Regions from separate parts of the Zea mays genome. Here region 1 is linked to region 2. A link is a contact called in public Hi-C data. All regions are on one chromosome and are shown on one strand. The core of a region is the stretch at or near the end of the contact, and the rest is flanking DNA. Distances in the headings are between cores, read along the strand shown. Region 1 holds the start of LOC100275409. Region 2 overlaps LOC103646942 (mRNA-capping enzyme).

Evidence for each region. A called contact is a pair of places that touch in the nucleus more often than the background predicts.
Region 1: a contact with region 2 is called in a Hi-C map of ear, with 4 times the contacts expected there. The contact joins the promoter of LOC100275409 here to the enhancer-like site in region 2. A contact is called at or near these places in 2 of 25 Hi-C or Micro-C datasets (ear and leaf).

The regions. Positions count from the first base shown.
Region 1 is chr2:129,345,542-129,350,203 of Zm-B73-REFERENCE-NAM-5.0, reverse strand. It overlaps LOC100275409, which reads left to right and starts at 1,770. Exons shown (of 3, transcript NM_001149486.1): 1 at 1,770-1,840; 2 at 1,935-2,131; 3 at 2,323-3,031. The coding sequence starts at 1,939. The coding sequence ends at 2,849.
Region 2 is chr2:128,622,384-128,627,689 of Zm-B73-REFERENCE-NAM-5.0, reverse strand. It overlaps LOC103646942 (mRNA-capping enzyme), which reads right to left. Exons shown (of 18, transcript XM_008671549.4): 15 at 5,115-5,204; 16 at 4,929-5,013; 17 at 4,600-4,730; 18 at 3,646-4,198. The coding sequence ends at 4,046. Among protein-coding and RNA genes, the nearest start is that of LOC103646942, 25 kb to the right of the region's middle. Within about 2 kb of position 3,194, at least 6 of the 20 cell types and tissues checked have an H3K27ac peak or open chromatin away from gene starts, as enhancers often do. A contact at or near this core is called in ear, where this site is marked.

The DNA of each region.
Region 1 (4,662 bases), core at 521-3,020, 720 kb before region 2:
GGGCAAGGCACGACGGGGCGAGCGGGCAAGCACGCCAGGGCGAAGACACGGCCGACCACCACGCTGGGGCGGGGACGGCGCGGCCGAGTCGGGGCGGGGCTCGCCGGGGACGGCCGAGCCGGAACCGGGCGCGGCAGGGGGCCAAGCAGGGGGCGGGCTTGCCGGGCGCAGCCGGGGGCGTCCAGGGCGAGGCCGGGGCGGCCGGCGGGCGCGGGACGAGGCCGGGCGCGGCGGGGGCGAGGGCGGCCGGGGCGCGGGCGGCCGAAGGGCGGCGCGCCGGGGCCGGGCAGGGAACGCCGCGCCGGGGAGCGGCGCCGGCGGGCGGGGGAGGGGGGGAAGGGAGGAGAGGGGGGGCTCACCGGAGGGGGCGGCGCGGCGGTGGCGGCGCCGGGGGAAGGGGCGGCGGCGGCTAGGGTTAGGGGAGAGAGAGAGAGTTGGGGGAGGGGGGAGGGGATGACGGACGGGGCCCGCGGGGAGGGAATTTTGGAAAAAGAAAAAAGGGGGGGAGGGGCGGTTGGGCCGACTGGGCCCAAAGGGGGGGGAAAGGGGGTGGGCGCGGGGTGGGCCGGCCGGAACGGCCCACGACGGGGGGGGGGGGGGGGGGGGGGAGGGGCGGCTGGGCCGCCGCGGGGCCCACGCGGGAACGGGGAAGGGGGGCGGCTGGGCCGCCAACTGGGCCGGCGCGAAGGGGAAGGGGGCTGCTAGGCCAAAAGAGAGAAAAAAGGGGGAAAGAAAAAGAAAAGGCTTTTCTTTTTCTAATTTCCCTAATTTCTTATATGCCTAACTCTTCAATTCACTCAACCACAAACAAAAGAGTGCATAATCCGGCATGCATGATGCAACAACCAAAAATAGTTCTAGGTTTTGGTTACACAATATGTCAAGCTAATTCTCGCTATAACTTTTAGAAAAGATCAAGGCTTAGCGAGAAGAAAAGGGAAAAAAGGAAAGAGTAACGCCTGAATTTGGTGAGAGAAAAAAAGAAAAAAATCTACCCCAAATTCATGGCGTTATACTAGCCGCGCAGGGGGCGCGTGCTTTGGTGCTGCAGCTGTCAGCAAACTTGCTGGCCATGGCTGTCACGATTCCCTTGTTGAAGGCCACGCCAGGGAAGCCGCGTGCTGCTGGTTACGCCGCGCTCTCGGGCCCTAGTGGTGTCGCGCCGTGCCTGAAAGTGGCTGCGCTGTTGGCCCTCGTTCACGGACGCGCCCCACGGGAGGGGGTGCTCCACCATGGCTGCGACCTCGGGCACGAGGAAGGCCAAGTTGGTGAGCACCTGCCACCGACGAAATAGAGGAAGCCGGCAATGCGTGGTCGATTTGGCTGCAATCACTTAGGGATTAGGAGGAGAAAGAAGGGGAAAATCGATTTTTGTCAATTCCATGATCCCCATGGGATCAGACTCCTTAGATGCATCCATGGTGGACGATAGGGTTCCATGCGAGAAAGATGTGTTCAAGAGAAAGAAGATGCGTTAGGAGAGAAAAGAACATAGGAGAAACGAAACATTATTTTCTCTGAAACGTGTGTCATTGTTAGGCAATTAACCTCGAACTCCATATTTACATCTGAAAATATTTTTTATGGAGTAACATTTTTGCTACTTCACCAAAATGGTGTGGAGTTCACTCCATCCCATTAGAGAACAGAGTTGCTACAGTTCAAACACCCCTTATTCTATATTGTGTGGCCAGATAGCGAAATAGGCAGGACCAACTGGGTTGCCACACGTGTGTTTTCCTCCCGTCCTGCAGGTATGCAGCGGATAAGGTCCCCCTGCGCCAACGGTCAATGCATGGAACCTATCAAACCAAGCCGGCGATTCTCCGATCCCAACCAGGCAAGCAGTGTACGCAGAAATTGATGATTCCCCCGCTTTGATCTCCGTACGTCCTGTCATCTCATCGATCTGCTTCGCATCCACGCCTGAGCAGACTCATGGTGGCGTTCATGGCGAGCAGCGGGGCCATGAAGGCGTCGAGCAGGCCAACCTTCGTCACCCCTCGTAGCTTCTTTAACTGGGGCAAAAGCGCGAGAGAAACCGAGACGCCGCCGCCGCAGCTGCAGTTCTCCTACCACGACGTCGAGCCACCGTTCCCCATGTCGCTCGTGGCAAAAACACACCTCAGAGGTAATTATCATATCCTTTTGGCGATTAATTGGTTATTAAGAGGCCGATTGATTGGCTCGCTGTGGTTACTTGTCATGTCATTGCGAATCACTTCAATTGTCATATATTTTGTTTTTACATTTAGCGCACAATGACTAACTTTGTTTTCCGTTCACTGTTCTTGATGATAAATTGATAATATGGTGGCGCAGACCGTGAGCTCAGGTGCTGCTACAAGGCCACCGTGGACGGCTTCAGTGCTACGGACTTCCACCGGCGGTGCGACTTCAAGGGCCCCTGCGTCGTCGTTGGCTACACCGACGGTGGCTTCCGTTTCGGCGGGTTCAGCCCGGAGGGGTACCGAAGCACGGACGACTACTACGACACGCTGGACGCGTTCCTCTTCTACTGGGCGGAATCTACGGAGGTCTCGGCGCCGCCCGTGGTGCTGCCCAAGGTGGGCGGGAGCGGCGCGGCGCTGTTCGACTACTCCCGCGGCGGGCCACAGTTCGGCGCCGACGGCCTGCTCATCGGCCCGCCGCTCACCGCCGTGATGGGCGTGTTCACTGGACCCGACTCCAGCGCCGGCGTCGGCGACCTCCGCAGCGCTCGCTCGCGGCTTGGCCTGTCGTACGCGAGGCGGCCGGACGGGAAGGAGAGCCTGTTCGGCGACGAGGGCAGGGCCCAGCTCGTGGAGGTGCTCGTCTTCTGCAATCCGCAGATCGCGAGCCTGTACTGACTGCTCATTGTTACTAGCTTGCAGCTAGAGTCTGTATAAACTATTCATTATCGCTTAATTTGGAGTCTAAAACATACCAATAATAACAATGTAAAATTGTGGGTACGGTTAATTAGTTGATTATTAAGTTATTGAAAGATCAAATAAGTAATGACGAAATTACTTTTATTCTCTAATGAAAATGCATGTCCATAAGTTATGCCTGTCCATGGGCATGAGGTAGGTCGGCTGACATGAACAGAAGCGGAACGACGCGGAGTTTGGATTATTTGCTTCGGATTAAAGCCATTGTTTGGACTACTACAGCTGTAATTTATAGAGATAAAACACTGTAAAATCAGTAGAAATCGGTATTGATTAAAGCCAAGAGAAAAGGTGATCATTGATTCAGCGCCCAGGGGTTCTATCCAAGGGATTATGTCGTTTTCAATCTGCAACTGCCAACGATTATCTAGAATTCAGAGCAGGCATTACAGATTCACCACGGTCCACCGCATCAGACGATCAGCCTCCCACTCGTCTTCACTTCGAGTTTGAGGTGTCTTCATCCACCGCCCCGTCCGCAGCCACTAGTAGAAAATAGCTCAAAGGCTATAATACGCACGAATTTTCACTAGCGGTTTTCATTAGCACGTGCCAACAAAAATAACAGGTGGACCCGACTTAAGAAACCACTAGTAGAAATCGCCTATTTCCACTAGCGGTTGATGTAACAGAACCGTCAGTGATAAACTAATTTCCACCAGCGGTTCTGTTACATCAACTGCCAGTGAAAATAGGAGAACCGTTAGTGATAATCTAATTTTTACTAGCGGTTCTGTTACACCAACTGATAGTGAAAATAGGAGATTTCCACTAACGGTTTATTAAGCCAACCGCCAGTGACATTAGTACTATAAATACACCTTCTTCCTCACTGACAGGAGCTGTAGCTCGCAGCCAACTTCCATTGAAGGCGATTTTGGAGGTTCAGATTTTACAAAATACAAGGGGGGTGGTTTTGATCTTCATTTTTTGGAAGAAGGTTGCTAAGAAAAGTGGTTTATGTTTCTAATGTCAATTTTTGTTCAAGAGCTCAATTTTAGCCACATTTTGGATCTAAGGTATCACCATGTGAGAGAAAGAGTATAGCTAGGTTATTTTCTCTATTTTCTCAAATGAGGTTGTTTAAGATGGTTAGATTTGTGTATCCCCTCTCCTTTTTCATGTTTAGTTCTCAAATCAGTTTATCCATGGCATATTAAGTTGTTTAATGAATGGTGCATGTGTTGTATGGAGAGAGAGAGAGAGGATGATAGGTTTGGTAATTAAGATTGTTTTAATAGTTGCTATGAAAGGTTGGTTTAATTATGTTTCAGTTGCCAATTATTGTTCACTTTTGCTCAACTTTAGCTACATTTTGGAACTATGACTTCACCATGTGTTAGAGAGAAGAATATAGTTAGGAAAGTTTGATTTATGTTTCTCTTGCCAATTTTTGTTCATTTTTCCTCAATTTTAGCCACATTTTGGTTTCACCTCTTCATCCTTCTCGACAAGAACTATAGCTCGCAGCCCAACTTCCATTGGATGACCAGATTTCACAAAATATAAGGGACAGGTTTTGATCTTTATTTTTTGGAAGAAGGGTGCTAATAAATAATGGTTTATGTTTCTTTTTCCAATTTTTGTTTATCCATGATATATTTAGTTGTTAGGAAATGTTGGTTTATGTTTCTCTTGTCAGTTTGTATTCTTATGTGTTTATGTTACTTCTTTATAGGTGATGATGGAGAGGACATCCTGGATGTATAACTCATCAAGGCTAGATCCA
Region 2 (5,306 bases), core at 1,945-4,444:
CATTGCTTGCGGGGAAAGTTGTACCACCTCTACAGAGTGTAAAACTGATATGCCAATTGTGCTCATGGTTAAGAGCTACCTGGACCCTCACATGATAAGTGAACTTAAAGATGGAGAATAAATCATGATCCCTTGGTTAAAATGGTTTGCTTAAGTGGTTTCATTTAAGTGCTTTTGAGATATAATCATTATGCTCATGATTAATTGGGTTTTGGGATACACTTATAATTATTCAATTAGGTGTTGTTAATAAAATACTAACCAACTAAGGTGTGCTTGGACAAAAGGACATGCTTCCACTGCATAACAATATCAATGTACTTTGTGCAAGTTCCCCTTGGTTTTCATTGCCTTTTTCTTTTAATTCACAATTTCCGTGACCCAATAAGGTTTAAGGCCACTAGTTTCTCTGTTTTGGTGCTTAATTAAGGCAAAAGCAACTAGATCAACTGCCACTTGTGAATTTCAAAAATCATTGTCCTTTTTTATCAAAACCTTCTTGACATCAAAGAGGATGCTCTAATTGAAAAACTACATTGTGGGGGAGAAACCTTTATAAGGGAAAAAGGGGGAGTTTTTGGTTTTTGATCAAAACTAGTATTGAAAAATTGTTTGATTTGCTAAACTAAAGTGTTTTGGCTTAGAAGTTAGAAAAATGAATTTGATTCGCAAAAGCAAACCAAGTGGTGGCAAAATGATCCAAATATATCAAATCCTATTCTTATTCTATTGGTGTTTGATTTGACTTCAACTTGCAAAAGTTGGCTCATATTTGGTTTAAGTCAGGAATTTTGAGTTGCTTTAGGTGTGTTGGCATAAATCACCAAAAAGGGGAGATTAAAAGGGAAATGTGCCCTTGGGCCATTTCAAATGTTTTGGTGATTAACTGTTCAACACACCACTATGAACTAACCATCTTATTATGAGCATGAGCATAGGTTCTAATCGAGCAGATTGAAGATGCAAAGTCCAAATGAGATGGATTAAGAGATCAAAAGGTGCAATCTTGGGCAAAACCACAAAAAACAAAAAAAATTAACTATTTAAATAAGTTGCACCTACTTTATGTTATGGCTCTTGCTCTACTATTCGGCTACTAACTTCTATGTGCAAGTAAAGTGTCATTTGGACTAAGTTTGAGCTTATTGCAAACTGTTATGGATCACCATGATAAAGGTATGTTTCTAGCACTTAGTCAATTGATTTAGTTGCTAACTATGTCCATCTAAGTGTTAGGGAACTCCTCAAGTCGAGCCAAAAAGAAGCAAAGAAGTTTGGCACAAAACAGGAGAAGTTGGGCCAGACTGGGCACCACCGGACATGTCCGGTGCTGGCCTGGTCGGCTGGCCCAAGCTGGTTGCTCTCGGGAAGCTCTCGGGTGCGCTGGCTAAAATTCACCAGATTGTCTGGTGTATCGGACATGTCTGGTGTGCCAGGCATGCAATGGCTCTTCGCCCGCGCCAACGGCCGATCGCACGATCAGCGATGGCCACGTCAACACGACAATGGTCGGGAGGGTCATCGAACATGTCCGGTGTGCCACCGAACTACTCACTGCCCACCCGAAAAGGAAGGCAGCCAATCAGACGATTTGGTAGTTATTGCACAGGAGTTGTCCAATGCGCCAACGGACAGTCCGGTGCACCCGTGGATAGAGGCAATTATCGCCATCCAAATGGGACTTCAACGGCTCGTAGGACTCTTGGGGCTATAAAAGGGACCCTAAGCGCATGGACCAGTACACGAAGCATACTTAGAGCATACTACAACTATGAGACTCTGCGACCACGCCTCCGAAGTGTTTGAGATAGATTTGAGCACATTTTTTGAGTCGTTACTCCGTCGCTTTGTTATTGCGCTCTCTTTTTTGCATTTGTATGTGTTGTTGTGTTGTGCTCTTGTTTGCGTATTCTACTCCCTCCCTTACTCCGGTTTTGATTGTGATCACTTGTTTAAGGCGTGAGAGACTCCAACTTGTCAAGATTCCTCACAACCGAGATATTATGACATATAAGGAAGAACTGTGGTACTCAAGTTTGATCTTTGGATCACTTGAGAGGGGTTGAGTGCAACCCTCGTACATTGGGAAGCCACAATGTGGAGTAGGCAAGCATATTACGCTTGACCGAACCACGGGATAAAAATTGTTGTATCTCTTGTGCCATTTACCTTATTGAAACTTTTATCTCTTTCTCGTTCCAATTCTTCACTTGTGATATTGCTCTAAGTCCTCAATTAAATCTTGATAGAAGTGAAAGGAACTTCTCTCTTCCTCTCTACTCTCAAATATAGTTTTAATTCACTCTAACTCATATTTTAAACCAAGTTTGTGTTGTTTTAGTTAAGTTTTGCAGAATCATCTATTCACCACCCCCACTAGGTGCTCTCAAAATGCAAATGAACACTCTAACTCATATTTTATCAAAATATTTACAAAAACAAGCTATGTGGTGCAAATGTGGTCCAAAATTTTAACTATGTCAAAAACATACATGTGCACTTAGAACTGCTTTCATTTCATTAGCTTATGAACACTTGTCTGATTTGCAAACTAGTAAGAAATTTACACTCCACCCGACCCTGCGGGTACGGGTGAAGATTTTGACCCATAGGTGCAACCCCGCACCTGACCCAAAGTTTCACAGGTGTGGGTACGGGTTTCTATTTTAACCCCCGAGTGAGTTATTGTATACAGCAAAAACCCACTAGTGACCCAAAACCTGACGGGTTTGTGTGCGGATTTTGAATTGCACTCGCAGGTGCAATCGTGGGCGGATTTTGATAAACTTCACGGGTGTGATCGCGGGCTGGTTTTTGCTCCACCCGGCCCAACCATTGCCATCCCTAATTTAGGGTGTTACATTTACACTTTTGCTCACAAAATTTGGAGTGTGATTCATGTCAGCTACCAATCTGCATGCTCCCTAGAATGTGTCTGACATGTTTGGATCTTGGCTTTCGGGACTTCATAAAGAGCATAAGCTTCTAATGCTATAGCACCAAGCTTTCGGGACTTGATAAAGAGCATAAGCTTCTAATGCTATAGCTGGTGCTGCAGCCACTTGCTGGTCCATTTGGCGTTACAGAAATGACTTGGTTTTTGATCAAAAATCTGTTAACTCCCCTTTGCAGGTAACCTATTCTATTATCCACTGGGGATTGTTCTTTCTCAAGACTGCCTTATAGAGCTAGTTATAGCTACCTGCCGATGTTTGGAGGTGCTTGTCTTTATCTATTTGGCTGAGTGTGTTGTACAACTTAGTTGTGTGACAGAGGTCGAGAGGATATTCAAGACGGTTGTAATGTAACTTTCTTGAATGTTATTAAAATCTTTCCCTTTTCAAAAAGAAAAAATATATGGGTAACCTGATGCACACCACCTAAACATGACCCTACCTATGATGCACTCAATTGGATATGTACAGTTAGCCCTATACGAACGTGCTGCACCCAGTTTGTTATGAACAGTTAGAAAAATTGCTATGAACAATCGCCACAAAGTGGCGGACACTAAAGAGAAAAAATGGACCACGCAGTACATGATCTAACCATGTGAACAAAAAAGCACTATACCATAGAGTGGTAACATTGACGTCCTTTTTTACCCAAAAATAAGGGGAAAAAATCTTCGTTGGACAAAGGATCGGATCAGGTGCGCACAAACCAAAACACTAAAACCAAGCCATATATCGCAACCACATGGTATCGCCAGTACACCCTACATTATTCTAGCACGAGGCAGCACCGAGAGATGGCAACGCCTACATAGAACACCACCCGCCTTGTTAAACGCTATTCTACACCCATGAAAAATAAAACCATAGGGGAGAATATGGAGGAACATAGAGCACACAATTTACAGGGAAGCCTATACAGGTAGGTGTGAGGGCAGGGGACAAGACACAAATGAAGTGCAAAGAATTAGTTGGCTGGCCATCATCATAGGGGGGGGGGGGGGGGGGGGGCTACTGAAACCTCTACTAATTACACAGCTACAGAAGCCAGCCGCTGGCTAGGAGAGCGACCCAGCACTCTAGCAACGAGACTAGCACTGTGGTGGCAATCTTCGCCTGTGTTGTGCCATCTTTGTATGAACACGAACATTCATCCTATCGGCATACATCGGCAGGAGCGTTATCTCATCAGTCTCTTCGAGAAGCTTCTCCTCGGTAATGTTATCTGTGATACTCCTCATCACCTGCAGACCATGAAAATGAACTGTAAGAACACTGCAGTGGTTTTCAACAGTAGGCAAAATATGATGCTCAACCACCAACAAAAAAAACAATGATGATCAGCTGTGAACAGCTTTAACTGACACTGAGAATTGCTGAAGTGAACGTCTTAGAGAGCATGATCCTAAAAGATGCACAAAATGCAAACTTGTAAGGAGAGCTAGCCATGCAAACAGAATACTATGATCCAATGTGACAGACCAACTGTATTCGGGAAAATGATTTTACCCTAACAGCAAGCCCATTTCAAATGAGTACATTTAAATTTTCTAGCAAAGATCACGATGAGATTAACATACAGCAATGTTCCTAAAAGAAAATAAATTAACAGATGAAGAACAACAAAAAGTATATAAGAACCAGCCTTCCGGTATGTGTTGATGTCGTTTGGAGTTGATTTATCAGATCTAATACGCATACATGCCCAACACTGTTCTTCCTTGTTCCAAGAGCACTCGACAATCCTCCCAGCGACAGAAGATGGATCTACATCATCTGTATAAGTTTAAGAACAGCAATAAATATACAACAAATATAGTAGGGCAGAAAAATAGAAACATATGTCATTAAAAGATAATACTCCTAAATATCTTTATAATTTGTTTAAAGAATATTACTTCAGCAACTAATAGACAAATAAGCTGACTACACAATGAACGACCAGTCATCATGAAAATTCAAATGCATGGCTACCAGTAAATGATATCCGAGCACCATCCATAAGTTTCTTTTTTCCTCTCTCATATAGGAAAACCAGCTGACGATTATCATTTGTAAGCTGCAATAGTAAGACATACAAAACAAAACCCAAATTTCAAAATAGTATCTTCATGATGACTAATCCATTTGAAACGAAACAGTTAAAAATGGTCAGGAGACCTCAAACAGAAAGTCAACAGAATTCATCTCAGGGTATTTCCACTTTAGAAGACCTTCATGAGTACGAGTTACATATGGATCATCCCAGCCCTGTAAGAACAATTGAAGCATCAGCCAAATAAAAGCAACATTTACATATAAATAACCACAGAATGAATAATTACAAAGAATGTTAGGGGTCACACTAGGGAG